Linked DNA regions of Mus musculus: all the other regions are linked to region 1. A link is a contact called in public HiChIP or PLAC-seq and promoter capture Hi-C data. All regions are on one chromosome and are shown on one strand. The core of a region is the stretch at or near the end of the contact, and the rest is flanking DNA. Distances in the headings are between cores, read along the strand shown.

What was found. HiChIP or PLAC-seq counts read pairs in DNA pulled down with a chosen protein or histone mark. Capture Hi-C pulls out chosen DNA fragments and counts their contacts.
Region 2: a contact with region 1 is called in an H3K4me3 HiChIP or PLAC-seq map of bone marrow-derived macrophages, with 2.9 times the contacts expected there. The contact joins the promoter of Chkb here to the promoter of Ppp6r2 in region 1. A contact is called at or near these places in 14 of 39 promoter capture datasets (the 3T3-L1 cell line, the C10 cell line, the HPC-7 cell line and 9 more), 10 of 484 Hi-C or Micro-C datasets (B cells, CD4 T cells, CD8 T cells and 6 more), 5 of 115 datasets of contacts at active chromatin or transcription factors (bone marrow-derived macrophages, effector CD8 T cells, extraembryonic endoderm stem cells and 1 more) and 3 of 9 other capture datasets (adipose tissue, liver and pancreatic islet).
Region 3: a promoter capture Hi-C map of adipose tissue shows a contact between it and region 1. The contact joins the promoter of Ncaph2 here to the promoter of Ppp6r2 in region 1. A contact is called at or near these places in 13 of 39 promoter capture datasets (the 3T3-L1 cell line, the C10 cell line, the HPC-7 cell line and 8 more), 1 of 15 datasets of contacts at CTCF or cohesin (the NIH/3T3 cell line), 19 of 484 Hi-C or Micro-C datasets (CD4 T cells, CD8 T cells, the G1E-ER4 cell line and 10 more), 12 of 115 datasets of contacts at active chromatin or transcription factors (the 230-238 cell line, the SCID.adh cell line, T-cell acute lymphoblastic leukemia and 6 more) and 3 of 9 other capture datasets (adipose tissue, liver and pancreatic islet).

What each region holds. Positions count from the first base shown.
Region 1 is chr15:89,210,142-89,212,986 of GRCm38.p6, reverse strand. It overlaps Ppp6r2 (protein phosphatase 6, regulatory subunit 2), which reads right to left and starts at 1,428. Exons shown (of 25, transcript NM_026813.2): 1 at 1,208-1,428.
Region 2 is chr15:89,428,505-89,431,349 of GRCm38.p6, reverse strand. It overlaps Chkb (choline kinase beta), which reads left to right and starts at 1,423. Exons shown (of 11, transcript NM_007692.6): 1 at 1,423-1,973; 2 at 2,193-2,301; 3 at 2,523-2,636; 4 at 2,806-2,845. The coding sequence starts at 1,750. Gm44502 (predicted readthrough transcript (NMD candidate), 44502) reads left to right here and starts at 1,423. Exons shown (of 27, transcript NR_004843.2): 1 at 1,423-1,973; 2 at 2,193-2,301; 3 at 2,523-2,845. It overlaps C730034F03Rik (a long non-coding RNA gene), which reads right to left and starts at 1,335. Exons shown (of 4, transcript XR_875570.1): 1 at 1,251-1,335.
Region 3 is chr15:89,354,299-89,357,143 of GRCm38.p6, reverse strand. It overlaps Ncaph2 (non-SMC condensin II complex, subunit H2), which reads right to left and starts at 1,425. Exons shown (of 20, transcript NM_001115132.2): 1 at 1,201-1,425. The coding sequence starts at 1,308. It overlaps Lmf2 (lipase maturation factor 2), which reads left to right and starts at 1,485. Exons shown (of 14, transcript NM_178919.4): 1 at 1,485-1,788; 2 at 2,327-2,580; 3 at 2,689-2,717. The coding sequence starts at 1,695.

The DNA.
Region 1 (2,845 bases), core at 179-2,678:
GAGGACTGAAGCTGGGTGACAGTAGCCCTCGCCTTTGATACCAGCACTAGGGAGGCAGAGGCAGGCGGATCTCTATGGAGTTTAAGGCCAGAGTTCCAGGACATCTATGGCTACACAGTAAAACAGTCCCGGAAAGGGGGGGGGGGGGATAGGGAATGGAATGAGATGGTAAGAAGCCAGCAAGCAGCATTGTCAGGTAGGACACAGATGAAGGTGTCAGTGAAAACCTGAAAACCTGTCTGGAATAAGGCCTAGGGACATGGTTGAGGATGGTGACAAATTGCGGGGAGGGGCTACAGCAGAAAGCGAGAATTGGGGAAAGTGACTGGACTGAGAGCTGATAGCGAACAGCAAGAGCTCCGTAATAGATTGGAAACAGCCTTCACTAAGTGAGTAGTCAGCTGTGAGGATACAAAGTAGCAGGTGAAGAAGTTCCAGAAAGAAGAGGCGCATGGGAGAAGCAAAAGATGATGGGGGGGGGGGGGGAGTGGGAGAAAGACAGTGGGTGATGATGACAACTGGGGAACGACCCGGAAGAGGAATGGGATGGAAATAAAGGACAATAACAAAGCGAGCGCTTGGCAGTGGGCACTGGTAGGAGGAGATGAGCGAGCGGGGAGGGAACGCTTGATAGGTGGAAAGGTCACCACCAGCGGGGCCCCTGATGAGGAGGGTGGAAAAAAAAAAAAAACCCAAAGATGAGATAGGGAACACTGACAACTCCCCAGGCCCTGTATCCAAGGTCCGCCCCACCTCTACAGCCACCGACAGAGGTGAGGGACCTTGATAGGAGCAGAGGTGGACAACTGGGAGGGAGAGAACCAGGCGGCCACTAAGAGGCTGAGACTAATTCTGAGAGTGGGGAAAAACTGACCACTGACAGGCCAGGAGCTGGGATAGTAGCTAAAAGGGATGTTGACTGTCAAGAAGGGTGAGCGCTGAGGGAAGGGAAGGGATGGATGGATGGATGGATGGATGGATGAATGAATGACGGCAGTGGAGAGTGCTGGCTGACCGGGAAGCAGACTGATGGAGGCGCTGACCCCCTGACGAAGCGCAGGGTGACAAAGGCGCTGCTCTACTGACAGGGCGCTGACCGCACAAGCTGAGTGACAGCAGGACGCTGACGGCCCGAAGGCGGTGGGGGGTGGGGGTGTCCCTCCTGTCCCCGGGCCGCAGGAAGCGGTGGGCGCGCGGCCGCACTCACCTGCCCAGCAGGCTGGGGGTCGCAGCGACTCCTCCTCCGAGGGAGGCCCAAGCGAGGCCAGGACGCTCGCAGAGGTGAAGTGCGGACGGCCTGGAGCGGGCCGCACGCACATGGGCCCGACCCCGCGGCGCGGCGCCTTCGGACTCGGGCGCAGCCGGCGGGAGGCTCGGGACCCGCTCGGGACCGGCTCGGGGCCGCGGGCGAGATCGCTCCAAAATGGCGGCGGCGGCGGCGGGGGCGCGCGCGAGCGAGCGAGCGGGCCGGCGGGCGAGCGCGCGGACGGGGGAGGGGCGGGGGCGCGCCCCGGGGGCGGGGCCACCGGAGGAGGCACAGAGTGGCGGCCGCGGTCCAGGGTCTGTCTGGTGGAGTCGCGCTGGGGGAACGTCCTGAGGCGTCCCCGTGATCGAGCTGGCTGTGCTAAATAAATCCTCTGGGCACCTTCAAGTCCCCAGAGCGGTGCGCGCGCTCGTCTCCGCTACGTCCTGTTTCTGAACTGGACTGTCCGCTGATCTACTTGGTTTGTTTGTTTTTTTGGTTTTTTTTTTCCTTATTTATTTATTTATTTAATGTAAGTACACTGTAGCTGTCTTCAGATGCACCAGAAGAGGGCATCAGATTTCACTGCGGATGGCTGTGAGCCATCATGTGGTGGCTGGGATTTGAACTCAGGACCTTTGGAAGAGCAGTCAGTGCTCTTAACCGCTGAGCTAGCCCTTTTTACCTTTTTTTTTTTTTTTTTTTTTTTTTTTGGTTTTTCGAGATAGGGTTTCTCAGTGTAACAGAGCCCTGGCTGTCCCGGACTTGCTTTGTACACCAGGCTGGCCTCGAACTCACAAGAGATTCTCCTGTCTCTCTGCCTCTGCCTCTGTGTTGAGATCAAAGCCGTTTTGTTTTGTTTTGTTTTGTTGTTTAGTTTCGTTTTGTTTTGTTTTTTTTTTTTCTTTTCTTGGATACCGATCCTTGTTGTCCAGGGCTTGTGTACGTCACATACGTGGCCATCTAACATGGGTTGAAATGAGTTCAAATTAAATTAATCTCTAAAATGAGACTGATTTCCGGTGGCAGTGTGAGCCATGGGAAAATATCAAAAAAAAAAAAAAAGAAACATGTAAGGAATGTGTCAACACATGCTAGCTATGAACTCACTCACTCTCAGTGGCAAGTTCACTACCGCTGTGCGAAAGTATAAGCCGGCGTGGGTGGTTGCACTTGGGAGACCAAAGCAGGAGGAGTTTCAGGCAAGCAAAACATACTGGCGCACATCTTTAATACCAGAGGCAGGGGGGATCTCTGCCAGTTCGAGACTCGCCTACTCTACTCTACTCAGCGAGTTCCGGGTCAGCTAGGACTACAGAGTGTAAAAATGTCTAAGGGGGAGACATTTCTGGGCCCTTCCAAGATTTTTTTTTTCTTTGAAGTGGTGCTGCTGTGTTTCCCCCTTTTCTCAGCAGAGGGCGCCAAAGAGACACTGTTGGAGGAAAGGAAATCGATTTTTTTTGTTTTGTTTTCTTCCCCGGTTTGGAAAGCAAAATTGGAGGCGCCTGGGTTCGCGGTGTGGTCTCTTGCAGCACAGCTTTTCCCAGGCCATCCTGACTGAAGTGATACCCTGAATACAGAAGCCGAATGTGCTGCAGAACT
Region 2 (2,845 bases), core at 174-2,673, 220 kb before region 1:
TTCTCCAGTGCTGGGATTAAAGGGGAGATAGCCTACATCTTTAAGCCAGCTCCCACAGCCTGGAGCAGGGGATGCCTCTCTCCAGCTCTCAGTGGGCCATGTAGGAAAACTGCTCATGGTTTTGACAATTCTAAAAAATTTTGTTTTGAAGTCAATTTTCTCTCTCTCTTTTTTTTTTAGGAGATCGGTCTGGAAACACCTCAGCTGTCTGCTTCACAGATTGCTCTTAAGGCTGCTCTCTGATTGGCTCCTCTGCTGCCACCCCATTAATTCTCTTACCACCTTTCTTCTCTCACTATGTAGCCTGGCTGGCCTGGAACCCAGTATATAGACTAGACTGTCCTCAGATTCACAGGTAATTAACCACCGATTTCAGTTTCCTGAATGCTTCCCCCGCGTTCTTATACACACACACACACACACACACACACACACACACCCCGCACCCGCACAATGAACTCTCTTCCCTTTTTTTTTTTTTAAGATTTATTTATTATATGTAAGTACACTGTAGCTGTCTTCAGACGCACCAGAAGAGGGCGTCAGATCTCATTACGGGTGGTTGTGAGCCATCATGTGGTTGCTGGGATTTGAACTCAGGACCTTCGGAAGAACAGTCAGTGCTCTTAACCACTGAGCCATCTCGCCAGCCCCCACTCCCTAGGCTTTCTAAAAAAGAATTATTTATTTTTTATGTGTATGAGTACACTGTGGCTATTTTCAGACACACCAGAAGAGGGCATCGGATCCCATTACATACAGACTGTTGTGAGCCACCACATGGTTGGCGGGAATTGAACTCAGGACCTCTGGAAGAGGGATCAGTGCTCTTAACCGCTTAGCCACCTCTTCAGCCCCATCCCTAGACTTTAAAGGAAAGTCTTTTCTTAACTCTAAGGTCTCATGTTCAATTCTCCCTCCCCTACACCGAAACTCGTAGCTTTGAGGCCCTTTCATTCTAATAAACCTCATCCTTCAGATGAATTATGGATTGTGTAAGCTTCCTTTCTAAGCTGACCATTAACGTCTCCCTCTTCCCGATATTTAACAGGAGAGAGACACACTCTCTCGAGAAAGAAAAATACTTTAAGTTATTGTGTTGGGTCACATTAATGGCGCTCATGCGGTCTATGCAGCGCTGGACACGCCGGACTGATTCTTATTACGCCTTCCAGCATCACATATACACCTGCTGCCTTGTGGAAAGGGGAATCGTTAGAACCTACGTTTTCATTCTTCCATTCACTTACCCCAACTGTCACCACAGGCTCGGCTAATCTACTCCCTAGTAGAGTGTCTCACACAGCAGCTGTTATAAAGGAGCCGCAAACTACCATCGTCCATTCATTGGCCAGAGCCTGGCTCGTAAGCTTTGCGGAGCTACTGTCCAACCGCCCACGGCGCTCGGGATTGGCCTACGTCACTTCCTTGGTTCCGGACACAGTCCACGCAGTAACTTGTTTTTGCAGAGACTGATAGGCGGATCGGGCGTGGCCCGAGCGCGCCCCACTCAGGGAAAGCTGCCGTCCCTCTTTGCCTTTGAGCGCCGCAGCCCTGAGAATCGCATCTGGCTTGGAAACGGTCCCAGGACTGGAGCCACCAAGAAAGCCGAAGGCAGTCGCGAAGAGCCGAGGACGCCCAGAGACTCTGCGGCTTCCGGGAAGCGGAACCGAGCCTACCCGGAAGGAGCCAACCTCACCTGAGGCTCGCTGAGCACCGGCAGGCGTTAAACCTAACGGAGCCCACGTCATGGCGGCAGACGGGACAGGGGTAGTCGGAGGAGGGGCTGTCGGCGGCGGCCTGCCCAAGGACGGTTTGCAGGATGCTAAGTGCCCAGAGCCAATCCCCAATCGGCGGCGCGCTTCCTCGCTGTCCCGTGACGCGCAGCGCCGAGCCTATCAGTGGTGCCGGGAGTACCTGGGCGGGGCCTGGCGCCGAGCGCGGCCGGAGGAGCTGAGCGTTTGTCCCGTGAGGTCAGGGGTCAGCCCTGGGGACCCTGGGGACACTCCCAGTTCGGTCGCCGTCAGTGCTACGCGGGGGGGTGGGGGGTGGGGGCAGGTCTGCAGCCTGCTGTGCTGGGGGGCGGGGTCCCCCTTCGGGACTTGGGAGGTCCTCTCGGGAAGGGTGTCTAGAGTGGGTCCCACCAATCGGGGGGACGACCCTTGCTGAGCCTGACCTGTGTGGATCTGCAGCGGAGGCCTCAGCAACCTGCTCTTCCGATGCTCACTACCGAACCACGTACCCAGTGTGGGCGGGGAGCCCCGGGAGGTGCTGCTACGACTCTACGGGGCCATCCTGCAGGTGAGGGAAAAGAAGGATCGTAACTTGGGAGTTCGGACATCTGGAGCAAGTGGTGCAGAAAGTGGTGTCTTATTTGTGTAGCTGAATATGCTGAAGCTCAAGAATTCTCAGTCAGTAAGAGCAGAAGTCCAAGCTATTGTAGATGAAGCCGATTTGGGCCAGTACCCACGTACCTCTGGCTTTTTCTGACATGAGCCCCTTTGCCATACATCTTTTATCAGGGTGTAGACTCCTTGGTATTAGAAAGCGTGATGTTCGCCATTCTCGCAGAGCGGTCTCTAGGGCCCCAGCTTTACGGAGTGTTTCCAGAGGGCCGCTTGGAACAGTACCTCCCAGTAAGAGCCCAGTTTTTGTTGTTTTTACCCCAAGTCTTTACCCTTCCCAAAGTCTGCCTTCACATCCCAGGTAGGGAAATTTCCCTAAGACCTTGATCTCCTCCCATCCCGTATCCCTTCCCCCTCCCGCCCCAGCCCCCTCACCACCCTGATAGGTTACTGGGTACAGAGCCGGCCGTTGAAAACTCAAGAGCTCCGGGACCCAGTGT
Region 3 (2,845 bases), core at 176-2,675, 140 kb before region 1:
TGAACCACAACCCAAAAGCTCCACTTTAAATAACATCCAAGAGCTCGAGTAACATCCCAGCACATGCCAAGGGAGTGGCTAGAACAAACAAATCTGGGACAGCTCACAAGGAAGATCGGTATGGGTGTATCCCACCACATGGAGTTGAAAACTTGTATTTAAAAAAAAAAAAAATCACACAAGTAAGATTTTCTATTTTTAAGGGAAAGAAGACTCCACCCCAAGAAGCTCGACACTTAAGAAAGAAAACAGAAGCAGTCAAATAGAAATCCTAAGAGCACTGTTTCAAAAAGGAAGCTGTCAGACCGAGAAATCTCCCCAACAGGGCACTTCGAGCGTCTCTTTTATTTTTAAATACGAAGACCACTACAGTTCGAGTTGAGACCTGTAACTATTCAGTAGTGGGATCCGATTGTGTTGAGCCAAAGTGTGAACGTGCAGAAACGGAGCAGACAGTGACTGAATAGACCTGAACTTAAAAAAAAACAAAACGGAGGAATGGAATGCTGATAGGCTAGATTACGGCGAGGGGCTGGGCCACCAACAGGATGGGGGAGGGGGCGGATCCTTCTGGACAAAACTGGTTCAAATTAAGAGCCTGGGGTATGGGTGCGTCGCACTGCGGGAAGATCGTGTGGGCGGGGCTTGAGGTCTAAGATACAAAATCCCTTTTCCTTCGGGAACCAGATCTCTCTCCATTACTGTAAGAGTCCTGGTATGGTAGGGTTGATTGGTAGTTGCAAATAATCGGGAGACTGGGACAGAAGACTTCGGGTTTAAGACCTGCCTTGGCGCCTGGCTCAAGAAGAAAAACAGGTTCCAAAAAAAAGCTCGGTGGTAGAGTGCCTGCCAAACCTGTCCAAAGCCCCAGGTTAAATCCGCCCCCAAAAGGGGAAAACAAAAAGTTTGCTTCTTAATGTATTGTATTCCCCCAAAGAAAACGGAAATAATGTACTTGTTGGAGAAAAATGATTATCATCCAACCAAATCGACTTCACAGCTCGCTAACCGACAGAGGCCTGAAAAGGACAGCTCCGGGAGAATCTAGCTGAAAGTTTCGAGAGGCAGGCTGGATTTTGAAGGGGGGTGAGGAAAGAAACAAGACTGCGGATGACACACCAGACGGCTACAGACCCGGAGGCGGGGGGTGGCAATGCAGCCTGAGCGCCCAGGCCGATGCCATTCCCCCGCCGCCCTCACCTCCTCCAGATACTCGCCCAGCTGTGCCGCCACGTCCACCTCCCAGTTCTTAGTGAGATCCCGGATGGGCTGCAAGAGGTGAGCAAAGCGCACCTCCACATCCTCCATGTCTAGAACGGGACTAGAAGCCCGGAACCATGGCTCAACCCGCTACTGGTTCTGGCGCCATTTTGGTGCTCCCGCCCCGGAAGTACGTAGCCAGGGCACTGCGCGCACACGTATGACGTCAGGCGGGCCCAGTTTCGAAGAAGTAAAGAAGCGGGCCCGACGGGGGCGGGGCCTACACCGGGGGCGGGGCTCCGTGTCTAGGGGGGGGGCCTGGAGGAGCGGAGGAGACTAAGTTTCTAGGTGGTTAGCGGTGAGTTCTTTGGCACTGGGTGGAGCTCAGTGACCCGACCGGACTGACGGATTCCGGCTGCGGCGTGGGCCAGAGGCCGGGCTGGGGGCAGCTAGGAGACTAGAGGGCACTACTTCGGCAAGACCGCGTAGCGGACATGGCGAGCTCCCGGGTCCCACAGCAGCTTTTCCTACAGGGTGTGGCCGCTGTCTACTTGTTCGCCTTTGCGTCCCTCTACACCCAGATCCCAGGTGAGGGCGCGGAGGGGTTGAATCGTCACACGTGGACGTGGTAGCATCCCTTCCTTCACTGCCCTCTGAGGCGGGTGTAAAGTCCAGGCCTCTCTCTGCGCGGGATTAAGGGGTGGTAGTTTGCGGGCAACAAAAGTGGAGGAAAAAGAAGCACAAGGGTCGATTTCCCTTAACTATTAGTAGTCTCATCTAGGCTTAGGGAAAAACCCCGAGGGGAGTGGGTGGCAGATTTCTACCTGGACTCTGTGGGCAGGTAAGAGAGGGATGCGCTCTAATTGACAGAAGGTGCTGACCCAGAATCAGGTCTTCTGAACCTGGTGTTGGGGGTCAACAATTTCCAACGTGAGAGAGAGAGACCATCTGGTAGACAGAGCAAGCCCTGCCTGGGATGGGAACATCTGCAAGCACAACCTGGAGTTGGGGGTTTGGGACATCTGCATGCCAGGAGCTGGTGGTGGAGCATCTCCGGGGCCTAAGTTCATGTGCATGTTAGACTGGGAAGATGTCTAAGACTTGGCCCTGACATACCCTCCCACAGGCCTCTATGGCCCAGAGGGCATCCTTCCTGCTCGAAGAACACTGCGGCCCCAAGGCAAGGGCCTGTGGCAGCAGCTGTGGGAAACACCAACGCTGCTGTGGGAGGCACCAAGACTGGGGCTGGATACTGCCCAAGGTCTGGATTTACTGACCTTATTGGGCACCGTGCTAGCCCTGGGCGCCCTGCTCCTGAACTCTCTGAGACACCCCTTCGTCTACCTGCTGCTCTGGGTTGCATACCGATCAGCCTACCAGGCAAGTGAGACACTTAAAACTTCAGCCTTCATCTAACCCACCCTCTCTCTCTGCCTCACCTGATGCAGCAGACACACAGTGGCTCCCTGACCACTTCTCTCCCTACAGGTGGGCCAAGTGTTCCTTTATTTCCAGTGGTGAGTGATTCCGGGGGCCCAATCTGCCTGAGGCCACTGGGCAGGGTTGTTTGCCTCTCCTGGGAGGACCCTGGGAGGTTCCTATTAAGCAACCTAAATAGGAAATTTAGGATATTTCCCTCCCTATA